3 separate regions of the Mus musculus genome follow, and all the other regions are linked to region 3. Evidence: chromatin contacts called from public promoter capture Hi-C data. All regions are on one chromosome and are shown on one strand. The core of a region is the stretch at or near the end of the contact, and the rest is flanking DNA. Distances in the headings are between cores, read along the strand shown.

Region 1 (3,871 bases), core at 842-3,341, 1.0 Mb after region 3:
ATCTCAAGCCAAACAAATGCCATTCATTTTAAATTTTTTATTAAAAATTTTAATGTGGCCGGTCGGTGGTGGTGCACGCCTTTAATCCCAGCACTTGGGAGGCAGAGGCAGGCGGGTTTCTGAGTTTGAGGCCATCCTGGTCTACAAAGTGAGTTCCAGGACAGCCAGGGCTATTCAGAGAAACCCTGTCTCAAAAAAACAAACAAACAAACAAACAAACAAAATCAATGTGCTTCCATTGAAATAGAATCATATCACTTAAATAAATTAGTTATAGCACTGTTCTCCACATTAGGATAAAAACTTCCTTTCATTTTAGCAGGGAGAAAGTTGAATTAAATAGGTTTCACTGGCCCTGTTTCTTCTGACAAAGACAGTTTCAGCTTAAAAATTAAGAAACAATAAGTTTTAAAGCCTCTATTCAGATGCCATGTGGTCCAGCAGTGAAAGAGTTAACATTCAACGTCGCTGAACCAAGCAAGCTTCTGATCCATTCCATTTCTCACAAGCTGCCCTACAATGAGCTGAGCAAGTATCAACTGTAATTTGATCCAGGAGTTTATGGGGAAAAAAATAACTGCACATACTCAACATGCACATTTAATAAAAATCTTTTTTAAGAGAAACATATCCAATAAACACAATTTAAGGCGTATTTAATTGTTTGATTAACTTCAAACCTGCAATTCCTTTGCTTTCCTGACGCTCTCAAATAAAATAGGAGAAAGGAGGGGGAAGAACCAGCTCCACGGCAGGGAAAAGAGGCTTGAAAAACAACTTTGATTGGCACTTGGCCTGACCCACAGAGGAAGAAAAACAGTTTTTGGACAAAGAGCGCAAATATTTGAGCTTGCTTATTTATGTGCTTGCTTGTTTTTCCTAGGACATAAAGAGCAATCCTAAATTGACTGTAGATAGGAAAATTGACAAAAACGGCACCATATTCATCTTAGCTCTCAAATATGCACAGCTCAGCAATTTTAATTCATTGGTGCTGGACAAACAGAAACACCTCACCTAATGATTTCATTTCATGCAATGTAAAAATAAGAGTGTAAAAAAGAAACAGATTATATTAGTCAAGGAGGCTATTCAGATCTTATTAAAACCTCTTCTGCGTCTACAGGGACATTTTGTCATCCTTTCTCTCCCTGCATCCCCATCCCCCACGGGGCGATTAAGCCAAGTAAGCTAAACAATACTGGAGTAAACTTTCTATCAGTCACTCTGGAAAGCAATAAGCCAATCCTGGGTCGGATTTTCTCGATCGACATCGCGGTGGGGGATGATAAGGAGGGCGAACCCAAGTCGTCTTCAGCCTCCACCTCCACCAACCCAAGCTGAAAGCGCTGGAAGATCGAACAGCATTTCCTATGGGTATAAAGTTCAAGATGCCTTCATGGTGCCTTTCGGGACCCACCAAGAGAATGTCAAGAGGCGGTGCCAAGGCACCGTAGGCCTGGCAGAAGCGACCCAGTCGAAGAAAACACCCCCCCAGAGTCAGCCACCGGGGAGAGGCAGCCAGTCTCCTGCAGACCAAACTGGTTGCTGTGATTTCAGGCCAGCCTCCATCCCCAGCCGAGCCGGTTCCTCCCAGCATCCCAGCATCCCTTCAGCCTCGGGGCAGACCCGGCGGCAGCCCAGGGGCCGGGCGCAGGGACCCGCGGGGGGACACTTTGCCTCTCGTCCCCCCTCCCCCGCAAGCGCCGCCCGGACCCGGACCGTGGGGAGCGCCTCGCCGCCGGACGCGGCCGCGCCGTACCTTCCGCAGCACTTTCCGGCAGTTGGTGCAGAGCAGGTAGTTGGCCGAGGCCGACGCGCTGCTGCCACCGCGGTTCATCGCGCCGGAGCCGGGCTGTCACCGCGGCCGCTAGCGAAGGGCTGCTTCAACGTTCTCTTCTCAGGGGGTCGGGCGGCAGCGACGGCGCAGCGGCTGCCCGCGCGAGCTCGGCGGGGACGGCAGCCGCGGCACTCAGCGACCCGTTGTTCCTCCCGCCCCCATCGCCAGACCCCCGCCCCGCCAGCCAGGACGAGCAGCCGCGGCCGTCTCAGCTTCTCAGTGCGGCCCCGCCCCCGAGGCCCGCCGCCTTCAGGGCAGCCGCGCTGGGCACCGCCCCCTCCCGCCAACCAGACGGCACCGGCAACGCCCCCTTCTGCACCCGCATCCAATGAGTGGCTCCGGCCAATCGCGGGAGGCGAGAGCAACACGAATCTCCGGGCAAGTTAAGTTTATCTCCGAGGCTCGATGCTGAAGAGTGACCCTGGGTTAGTTAGGTAGTGGGGTGGGAGGGACTCCAATCTACCAATGAGAAATGGAGGTGTGGTGTATGCAAATTATCAGGAACTCTAGCGCCACCCTCAGGACAAGCCACGCCTCTCTGCAAAAACCGTGCAGAATGGAGAGTGAGATTAAATAGCTGGAAGCTAGAGCTCGCTAGAGGATCTGAGACCTAGCTAAACATTTCCTGATCTCTCGGGAGTGGGCCGGGTGGACGCTAGAACGTTCCTTCCTCCGGGGCAGAGATTCAGCTTTCTCTCCATGGATCTAAATCTAATAGCTGTGAGGAAGACTGCGGTCTTGCAGCACTTTGCTCCCACAGATCTCAAAGAACTTTATGTTCTTTATGCACTCTGTAAATCTGGTACGAAAGACCAACTACCTACGGCTGTAGAGTTAGAAGTCTACACAGCTATTGGAGTTGGAGACCCGGAGACACATCTTTGGTTTAGGGGTTTTTCCCTCTCTCCGACGATCGTTCTCACAGCAAAGAAAGTTCGTTTATCATGAACAAGTCAGAGATTGATACACACACACACACACACACACACACACACACACACACACACACACAAATCCTGTGGGAGGCCTCTGGTTAGAAACTTGCAGAGCACAATCCCTGCCTGTGATGGAAGGTTTTGAGTACGAATTGCCATTTAAAACGATTGGACTGGACCTTCCTCTCTCAAAACTGACAACGGTGAGTCAGGGTTTAGCTTCTATGTTCTGGAGACAGAAGGCATAAGTCACTGAGGAAAGCTCCGGCTGGCCAGATGCCCAACCCAGGCGAGTGAGAGAGCCAGGTACTCCGAGGGGCCAAACACCAACCCCGGACTGCAGACCAGACTCTGGCTGCCTGCTCCCCAGTGAGAACAAAGGCGGTGCAAAGCGAGCACCTGATTGGCTCAGGGTGCTCACCGGTGTCGTGGAGCCCATGATAGGGTGCTTCTGCTACTGGCGCAGAGCACCAAGCTCCCAAGAACTGCAGTTCCCCAGCCGGCCTTGGCGGTGACCACACCGCACTGCGTGCTATGACATCACCTGTTTTCGCTCTTGAGAACCTAATCTGTATTCTCGGCTTCTCGTTTTCTAAAGGTCTCGAGTGTGTCAGGAATTGTGAAGGCCTGCAATTTGTAGAATGTATCTGTGGAGATGGTTTTAAAGAACCGACCCACTGGTTTACTTGTATTGTTTTTCTTGTATTGTTTTTAATTTAACATACTACCCTGTGTTAGGAATTTTGTGTACTATGATGTAAAATCGGGAAGGCGCTGTTGGAGAAGCCTGCACGGTTAGCATAACAAAGCCATTAGACCAAACTGTTGTTCAAACTACCAATCTCTTCCATACTCAACATCTGTCTCCACTCCATCTCTTTAGAGACCTACACCTTAAACAAGCCTACACAAAGAACAAAGGAGATGAAAATCTGCCCGCACAGGTTTAAACAGACTGAACAACCTCAAGGGTCTATCTAGGTGATATGGTTAGGTGAAGGTCCATTTAGCTAGTGATAGCAAAGTGTGGTCTGATGCTGGGTAGACCTCCATAGTCTAGAACAGCAGTGATTTGGGTAGGTTGCTAAAAATTCAG
Region 2 (4,215 bases), core at 395-2,894, 1.5 Mb after region 3:
CTGGCTCTAATGCTCCCTCACCACCATGACTGCACATCCTCAGCATCAGGGCCCACCGCACTCCCCAGTCCACAGTCTCCACTGTCATGTCCACATACTCAGTAATAAAAGGACTTGTTCTCTTGAGCTTACTCTGTGTCCTCTAAAAGAGGGATTTCCTGTTAAAAACATCTGTGCTAATCACACTGCTTAAGGCAGTGACTTCAGTCTTCCAAGGCAGTTAGTAACACTGTAGCTCTTTCCTCAGGTTAATTAGCAGTTTCCCATTTAAAAAAAAAAAGTTTAAAAGTAATTGCTTATATTTTGACTGTTGGCAGAAGTGTACATTTTCCATCTATCAATTTTATCCCTTATTTTCACATGTAAAACCAGAATTTCTTTAGTTAAATGTCTTCTCTCATACTGTACATAGTAGCTCTAAATTTTAAATTTCAAAAACAAATCAGTTTTTCAAAGCACTTTAACACAAATATTACAACCCCTAATTATTCCTTATACGAATTTGTAACAATGAAAGACTGCTCAGTATACAAACCTCTCCTGCTGAAATTCTGATCTGCAGTAAGTACATTTTACAATAGGATGTGCAATCCGACATTCCTGTAATAAGATAATACATAAGTCAGTATTTATTTCAGAGACCCAATCTCACTCTTTGGTAGAAATTAATCGACTTAGTCAAGTGCCTGAAATGTCAATAAAACCTGGCTGGCAACGTAAACAACTGGGTGACTTATCACATCAGCCGTCAGGCAGAGTATAATTCCATGGGGATATTTTTGTCCTTAGTGGAGGGGGGGGGTGCGGAGGGGGTATATGGAACAGAGAGAAACTAAGGAAGCTGTCAGGACTGACTTCCAGGGGTGGTTTACATGTGAAACTACTAGTTATTTTGTACAATTGCTCACAGACAGCATCCCGGCTTTTATGGGATGGGAGGAGCTCCAAATCAGAGAGCACTCTGTTCCTAAACCAGTCGCTTCGCTTTCCGGGACAGGGAAGCAGAATGCCATCAGCTCTGCAGCTTCGGGTTGCTAGCAAGAAAGTGCAAACACGGGCCCTGCCTCCCAGTGGAAGGAGAGGGCAGTCCCTGCCAAAGCTGGGATGAGAGAGTCTGCACCCAATCTCTGCGACACGGAGGACTGGTGGCCGCTTGGCTCAGCCCCACCCGAGACCGCCAGAAGCGGCCGAGCTAGCCCAACCTGCGAGCAGGCGGGACGCGGTCGACACGGGGCTCGCCCATATAATGCCCGGGCCCTGGCGGGGAGCGGTGCGCTGAACGACCGGCGCCCACCGACCTTGCAGAGCTGTTGGCCCTGCGAGAGCTCCTCGAAGGGGTAGCGCTGCGTGCACTTGGTGCAGGCGTACAAGGCCGACGCCGCCATCCTGCTTTCCGGCTCCTCCGCGCGCGCTCAGGCGGGGCCTCCGGGAACTCGGCTGCCCCGCCCGCGGGCTCTTCTGCTGCTGTGGCCCAGTCCCGGTAACTGCCGGGTCCCCTGCGTCTCCCTCCGCCTCCGCCGCCGTCCCGGGACACCTACTGCCGCCCGCCCCGCCGCTCCCGTTTAGGCCCGGACCGCGGCGGAGGGAGACGAAGCGGGAGCTAGGCGGTGGATTCCGCTTCCTCCTCGGTCTCGCGTCCCTCTCTACGATTGGCTACAGAGAGCCTTACGTCACTAGAAAGCTCCGCCCAGTCCCTGGCCTAGGTTCGGCAGGGAGCGCCCACAAAGAGAGAAAGTACCAACCAATAGGAAGCCGCCGCTCTCAGAGCGCGAAATCCGCTTTGAAAAGATCCCGCCCACAAGCCACGGCCAGTCGTCGTTTGGCTGGTGCGCTTGAGCCCATTGGCCAGGGGGTCCACGAAACGCCGCTTTTTTTCAGTCCTTGGCTTCCATTGGACCATATCCTTAAGCCCCTCCTACTTCTGTTTGTCATTGGCCGAAAGGTCAGTACATCAAATGGAGAAGCAACGCTCTCTGGAGTTTATTCCTGGGATGCTGATGGAGTATGTCAACTTTCCATTCTCCTTTATTCAGCTTCCGTCATCCGCCTCAGCAGGCGCTGAAGGTTCCAGAAGCCCTAGCCTTTGCTTCCTCATCCAGAAAATCCATCCCTTTTCAGACGCTCCCAGAGCCGTCTGTCAACTCAGACGTTGCCGTTCCCGCAGGCTCCGCGATGCGCTACCTTGTGACGTCACCGAGAGAGGAGGCGGGCTCTTCCCTGCCACCAGAAGTTGTCCTCTTTTCTGATTGGTCACTGGAAGGCGTCTATCAAGACGCGTTGCCTTTCCCGTGCGCGCTGAGTGTGGCGTCCTTGTGGTTTGCGAGACCGAGGCTCCTATAGGGTTCGCAGCTCGCCCGCCCCTTCCATCGGGGACTTGGATTCCGCTTGCCCCAGGCGGGCGGCTGTCGAATCCGGAGGAGGAGCTCAAGGACGGCGTCTGGGGTTGCGCAGGTGGGAAGATGGCGGCAGCCTCGGTCTCGGCGGCTTCTGATTCTCAGTTTTCGGTAAGGGGCGGCAATCGCGTGGGTTCCAGGTGGGCCTGTACGGCTCTCCGGGTTGCCTCACTTTTCAGGGGGCCCGCGATCTGGCGTCAGCCCTCGTCCCGCAGGATGGCGGGCTGCCCGAGGCCGCGTGCCACTCCCGGAGGCTGCAACTGTGTTTTCTGGAGCACCTCCTTTTCCACCCTGCGTTCCCTTGTCCTCTCAGCCGGTGCTTTGGAGCGTTGTCCCGAGCCTGGCTGGTGCACTCTCAGGCCCGCTAACACAAAGCTCTGTCGGTCACGTGAGCGTAACGGCCCGTCTCGGAAACTCACTAACAGGTAGGTGTGCAGGTTTGTAGAGTGGCAGCCGCTGAGGCGTCCGTGGTCCCCAGAGTGCGTTTTCGCCCTTGCTGCCGTGCCTCTCTGTTTGTTGCGCGACCCTTGCAGGCGGAGCCCGGGCATTCCCACTTCCCATTACTAGACTCTGTATGGAAAAGTTGCTCTGGAGAAGCGATCGGGAAAATTAAGCCTGCGGGTTTAGTTAGTCACTGATGTTTTAAGAGTGGATTGTGGCGCTCAGTCTTTTGGAAAACGCTCCAATAGGAAGAAATAAGAATTAAATGTGAGAAAACTGGAGTTCTTTTTAGAAATGTTCCTGTACTTAGCCGACCGTTGGTCCTAAAGTTACAGGAAGGAATTGAATAGAAATCCCACTCTGAAGAAGGAGCAAAGCACTGTACTAATTAGATAATTACTGCGCTGCAGGTTTTGATACCAGAGGCGTCTGGGGGAGATTGATTAGCAGTATTAGGGAAGATAGGATCTTGAAAGGAAGATAAGCTAGCTGCGTGTTGAAGGAATTTAAGAGAAGAAAGCACTGCAAGTTTTTTAAGGTATGTGACAAGACAATAGGTAATTTCCGGACACCAGAGGGTAATTTCGAATGTGCAGAGATTATATAAAGGTAGAGTTGATAAAGAAGAACTAGAAAAACAGGTGAAAATTGAATAATGAGGGATGTCAGGAAATTTTCTGGGTAATTTTAACAGCTGATGAGGAAGAGGGCATAGAGATTACCAACACCTTCAGAAAGTCTCACTTAGGAATCTCAGCAGTTTGGACTTTCTGTGGCTACTAGAATTTGTGATAAGGTCAGAATATTTCAAGTTTTTCAAATAGTGGGGTATACCTTTGCCAAAGAACTAGAGGAGATTAAGGAGAAGAGTTGGAGCAAGCATTTGGGAGTTAGTTCCTTGCCAGATAAATGAAAGATAAAGGAAAAACTATCAGAACTAAGTGTCAGCGAACACGTGAATTATATAAGAGATACAGTTGATTAAACTGGAGAAAGGAGAGCTCTCTGCTCTCAAAACTTAGAAATTGGAAACTTAGTTGAACTGCACTGCAGGGCTACTACCAAGGCAGTGCCACCGGGATGTAGTTAATCCCTAGTCCTTATGGTAGCCCCAACAGAAATCTAAAGCCTGTTTAATGGAAAAATGGATCTTGTGACTCTGTGTCTGGAATTGGAAACAGAAGAGAAACTCTTCTTTACTCCACCGTAGTCCATGTATATAAGAGTAGGCTTGGAGCTGCATTGATAAAAAGGTGTCCAGAGAATGCCTTAGTGTTAGGCTTGTGAGCAGGCAACTGAAGGGAAGAAGGGAGCTTTGCAGGCAGAATAATTGCAGCAAATGAAAATAAGAGTGTATTGTGGGTGTTTGAAATCAAAAAAG
Region 3 (3,765 bases), core at 615-3,114:
TCCAGAGGACCCAAGTCTATTCCCTGCCTCCCACATCAGGCAGCTCCCAACTGACTGTAACTACAGCGCCAGCAATTCCATGGCACCTACACGTGCATGGGAAGAACAGACACACGGAGACACACGTTTACCTGCAGACATTGGACTGCCAAGTGAAAGAATTGGTACTCTTCAGTGTTCAACTGGCTAAGTGCTCTCTGCTCTGCCCTGATGGAAACCCTGGGTAGGCAAGCTTGTTCTCCTCCGTGTCAGACAGCAATGAGTGGTGACAGTGTTGGGGGGCAGGGTGAGAGGTGCACTGTAGAGAAGTGTTTGAGAGCCAGGGCACCTGGTGGGCTGTTCCGACTCTAAACACTGGGCCCAACTAGGGTCACCCAGGAAGCATCTCCTCCAGGAGATGGAATCTCCAAAGCTTTAGTGGCTGCACCAGCACTACCAGCGGGATACAGGCCTGTGGACATTGTCAATAGTAAGTCAGAGGCTTCTGCAGGCTATAGATTCTTCAGCTGTCAGACAGCTATGCTAACGCCTCCATCTACACTTCATTGTGGGAAGCCAGGGCCCAAGGACTTGACAAATGATTTCTAGACAAGGCAAGGTTGTTCAGGAGCCCAAGATTAGACTCAAAGTGGTATCAAAGGCCAGCCTAGTCTACAGAGTGAGTTCCAAGACAGCCAGGGCTACACAGAGAAACTCTTAAAACAAACAAACAGAAAACGAAATGGCTGGACAGAAGTATAGGGGTTAGTACCTATCAAGCTGTGGGGCACTGTTGCCAACCAGCTAATGTTCCTTGCTTTTTCTGGTGCAGCCTGCAGGCTGAAAGTAAGAAAGGCCACTCAGTGAAAGACATTGCTGGACATGACATCCTAACACCATGAGGAAAGGAGAGTGCCTCTTGGTGGACCACCTGAGGAGTAGCCTGCTCATACAACCCAAGACGGGGTATTTGGGCCAATCACAGCCATTTGTTTGGCTAAACACCGGTGTCTTTTGTTTATATGTGTACATGTCTGTGAATGTGTGAGTGTATGCGTGTAAGGGTGGCTGCATGTCTGGAGAGATAGCATAGTCCTCCATTTATCATTAAGCCACCAGTCACAGGTCTGCACAAAGCCCTGGCCCAAGCTGTGCTTACTGGGCCAGGACAATCAGTTGCAATCTTTCGTGTAGGCATATCTGAGTGTTCTTGGAGTGTTTAAGACAGCTGGTGCAGTTTGGATGGTAGTCCTGCTAGCTGTTTGACTCGGTCTTCTTTGCTGGAGGCAGCTCCATCAACAGAGAGACTCAAACAGCTGCGAATTATAGTTAACTACCGTCGACAGTCTTTGTGAGTGCTTACATAAATGTAAAGCCCTTACGTACGTCTTCATCGTTAACTTCACGAATGTAAAGTCACCTAGGGGAAACACCTCTGGGAGTATGTTCCCAGAGAGGTTTAACTAGGAAGTGAAAACCTACCCGGAAAGTGAGTGGACTCATCCCACGGACGGGCTCCCAGACCGAATCAGCGGGAGTGCTGGTGTGTGTGCTGCGTGTCTCAAAAATCAAATAACTAACCAACTAACAAAAAAGCTGCGTGTCTCAATAACTAATCAACAAATTAATCAGGCCAGCAAGAAAGCTATTTCAAAAACCAAGCAACCAATTAAACAAACAAACAAACAAACAAACAAACTACAACGCCCAGCGTATCTACATAAACCCAGCCCACTCCACTTGCACTGCAGCGGCTGAGCCCGGTCAGCCGGAAGTTCCTGGCTCTCACGTGCAACCTACAGGAAATGTCCGGGCAGCTGGCCCTTCGCGCATGCTCATAGTGTTCCGCGAGACGCTGCGCGGAGGATTGTGGGGCAGCAGTGGGTAGTTTGCTTCCTCCCGGCCGCCGCGTCGGGCTTGCGGGAAGCTTGTTCCAGCCTTCCGTGTCGGTGCTGTACTCTGAGTCTCCGGCGAGTCGCCCTCAGGCCGCCGCCAGCATGTCGGGCGTGCGAGCCGTGCGCATCAGCATCGAGTCGGCCTGCGAGAAGCAGGTGCAGGAGGTGGGCCTTGATGGCACCGAGACGTACCTGCAGCCGCTGTCCATGTCGCAGAACCTGGCGCGCCTGGCACAGCGCATCGACTTCAGCCAGGGCTCTGGCTCTGAGGAGGAGGAGGCGGCAGGGCCTGACGGCGATGCGCCGGACTGGGGGGGCGCGGGAGCCGACCAGGACGACGAGGAGGGTGAGGCTTCGCCCTCGTTGCTGGTTCTATCCCAGGGTCTCCCCTAGGGTAAACTGTGTTTTGTGGTGGGTGGCCTTGAGAAGTATTGACAGCAGTGGGAAGGCCGACCCGGTCGGGACTCGGGGTCCTGTTCAGGCCAGGAGAAGAGGCATTCGCTTTTTTTTTTTTTTTTTTTTTTTTTTTTAATAAAGAACAGCTGAAAGCTTTTGGGGGTGATTTTAGGTGGAAACAGGTGATACTTAAAATGACCACTGAAACTTTGAGGTGAATGAATTACAAGAAAACAAAACTGAAGAGGGGGAGTTTGGAGAAGCAACCAGACTAGACTTTGGATTCTCCTTATTATCAAAAAAAACCAAAATTTGAAACCACAGTTTTCGATTTAGTGATGTGACAGAATCGGTTTAAGTGAGGATGTTCGTGTTTAGTGTGGTAATTCGCCAGGCAGAGGCAGTCAGATTAATGAAAAACATGAGCAAATAGACACCATCTCAATAAATAAAGAAAAATTTAAATGTAGTTTTCATAAATTTGACAGAAAGTTAAAACACCTGGGACTGAAGAGATGGCCCAGCAGTTAAGAGTACTGATTGCTCTTCCAGAGGTCCTGAGTTGAATTTCCAGCAACCACATGGTGGTTCACAACCATCTGTAATGGAATCCGATGCCCCCTTCTTTCTGGTGTGTCTGAAGACAGCGTCATTGTACTTACATCCATTAAATAAATAAATAAATCTTTTTTTTTTTTTTTTTTTTTAAATCTTAAACAAGCCCAACATTGTCATTATCCAGTGTTGGAAAGGCATGCCAGCTCAGTAGTTTTAAATGCAAAATTCTAAATGTGTATCACATTTGATCCATGAAATCCCCCACCCACAGAAAGAACTATAGAGCACAGGTATGTATTAAGATCCAGTACTGATGTCATTAGGAACATTTGACCTGTCTATTAAGGGACAGGCTTAAATGGCATGCCTCCTGGCTTCCAAATATCTTGTGGTGTGTGAAAGAGTGACTAGTTCCTGTATGCTGGGTTGAGATATGTCTCAGGAGGGAGGAGAGTTAGGCCTAAGATTAAAAGAAAACTTTTGACTTTCACTCCCTGATCCTTTATCATGAACTCCTTAGAGTGAGCATTTATTAAAAATTGATTAAAAGAAGCCGGGCACTCGGGAGGCAGAGAGACAGGCCGATTTCTGAGGTCAAGGCCAGCCTGGTCTACAAAGTGAGTTCCGGGACAGCCAGGGCTACACAGAGAAACAAAAACAAAAACGAAACAAAAAAATTGGTTAAAAGAAAGGTATAGCTGAGCAGTGTTGGCTCATGCCTTTAATCCCAAAACCCTGTCTCAGGGGTGGGGGGGTGGGGTGGGGGGAAGGTCTATTCGTGCAGCCAATGGTAATGCTGGTGTTGTAGGCCATTTGGGGCTTTGCCTGTTGTTTTATAGTTCAGGAATGTTGGAAGTTCAAGTTCTAAATGTTGGAAGGAAACAGGTTATTTTAAAGGCTTTTGTGGGGATGGGGGATATAGTTTAGTGCTTATCTG

What was found. Promoter capture Hi-C pulls out the DNA fragments that hold promoters and counts their contacts.
Region 1: a promoter capture Hi-C map of liver shows a contact between it and region 3, with 2.4 times the contacts expected there. The contact joins the promoter of Sesn3 here to the promoter of Med17 in region 3. A contact is called at or near these places in 4 of 39 promoter capture datasets (3T3-L1-derived adipocytes, liver and pre-B cells).
Region 2: a promoter capture Hi-C map of liver shows a contact between it and region 3, with 9 times the contacts expected there. The contact joins the promoter of Fam76b here to the promoter of Med17 in region 3. A contact is called at or near these places in 11 of 39 promoter capture datasets (the 3T3-L1 cell line, 3T3-L1-derived adipocytes, the HPC-7 cell line and 7 more), 4 of 484 Hi-C or Micro-C datasets (CD4 T cells, CD8 T cells, the G1E-ER4 cell line and 1 more), 3 of 115 datasets of contacts at active chromatin or transcription factors (astrocytes, double positive thymocytes and embryonic stem cells) and 3 of 9 other capture datasets (adipose tissue, liver and macrophages).

What each region holds. Positions count from the first base shown.
Region 1 is chr9:14,274,521-14,278,391 of GRCm38.p6, reverse strand. It overlaps Sesn3 (sestrin 3), which reads right to left and starts at 2,091. Exons shown (of 10, transcript NM_030261.4): 1 at 1,763-2,091. The coding sequence starts at 1,840.
Region 2 is chr9:13,825,145-13,829,359 of GRCm38.p6, reverse strand. Fam76b (family with sequence similarity 76, member B) reads right to left here and starts at 1,644. Exons shown (of 10, transcript NM_176836.4): 1 at 1,299-1,644; 2 at 536-600. The coding sequence starts at 1,385. It overlaps Cep57 (centrosomal protein 57), which reads left to right and starts at 2,253. Exons shown (of 11, transcript NM_026665.4): 1 at 2,253-2,504. The coding sequence starts at 2,460.
Region 3 is chr9:15,278,005-15,281,769 of GRCm38.p6, reverse strand. It overlaps Med17 (mediator complex subunit 17), which reads left to right and starts at 1,864. Exons shown (of 12, transcript NM_144933.2): 1 at 1,864-2,220. The coding sequence starts at 1,977.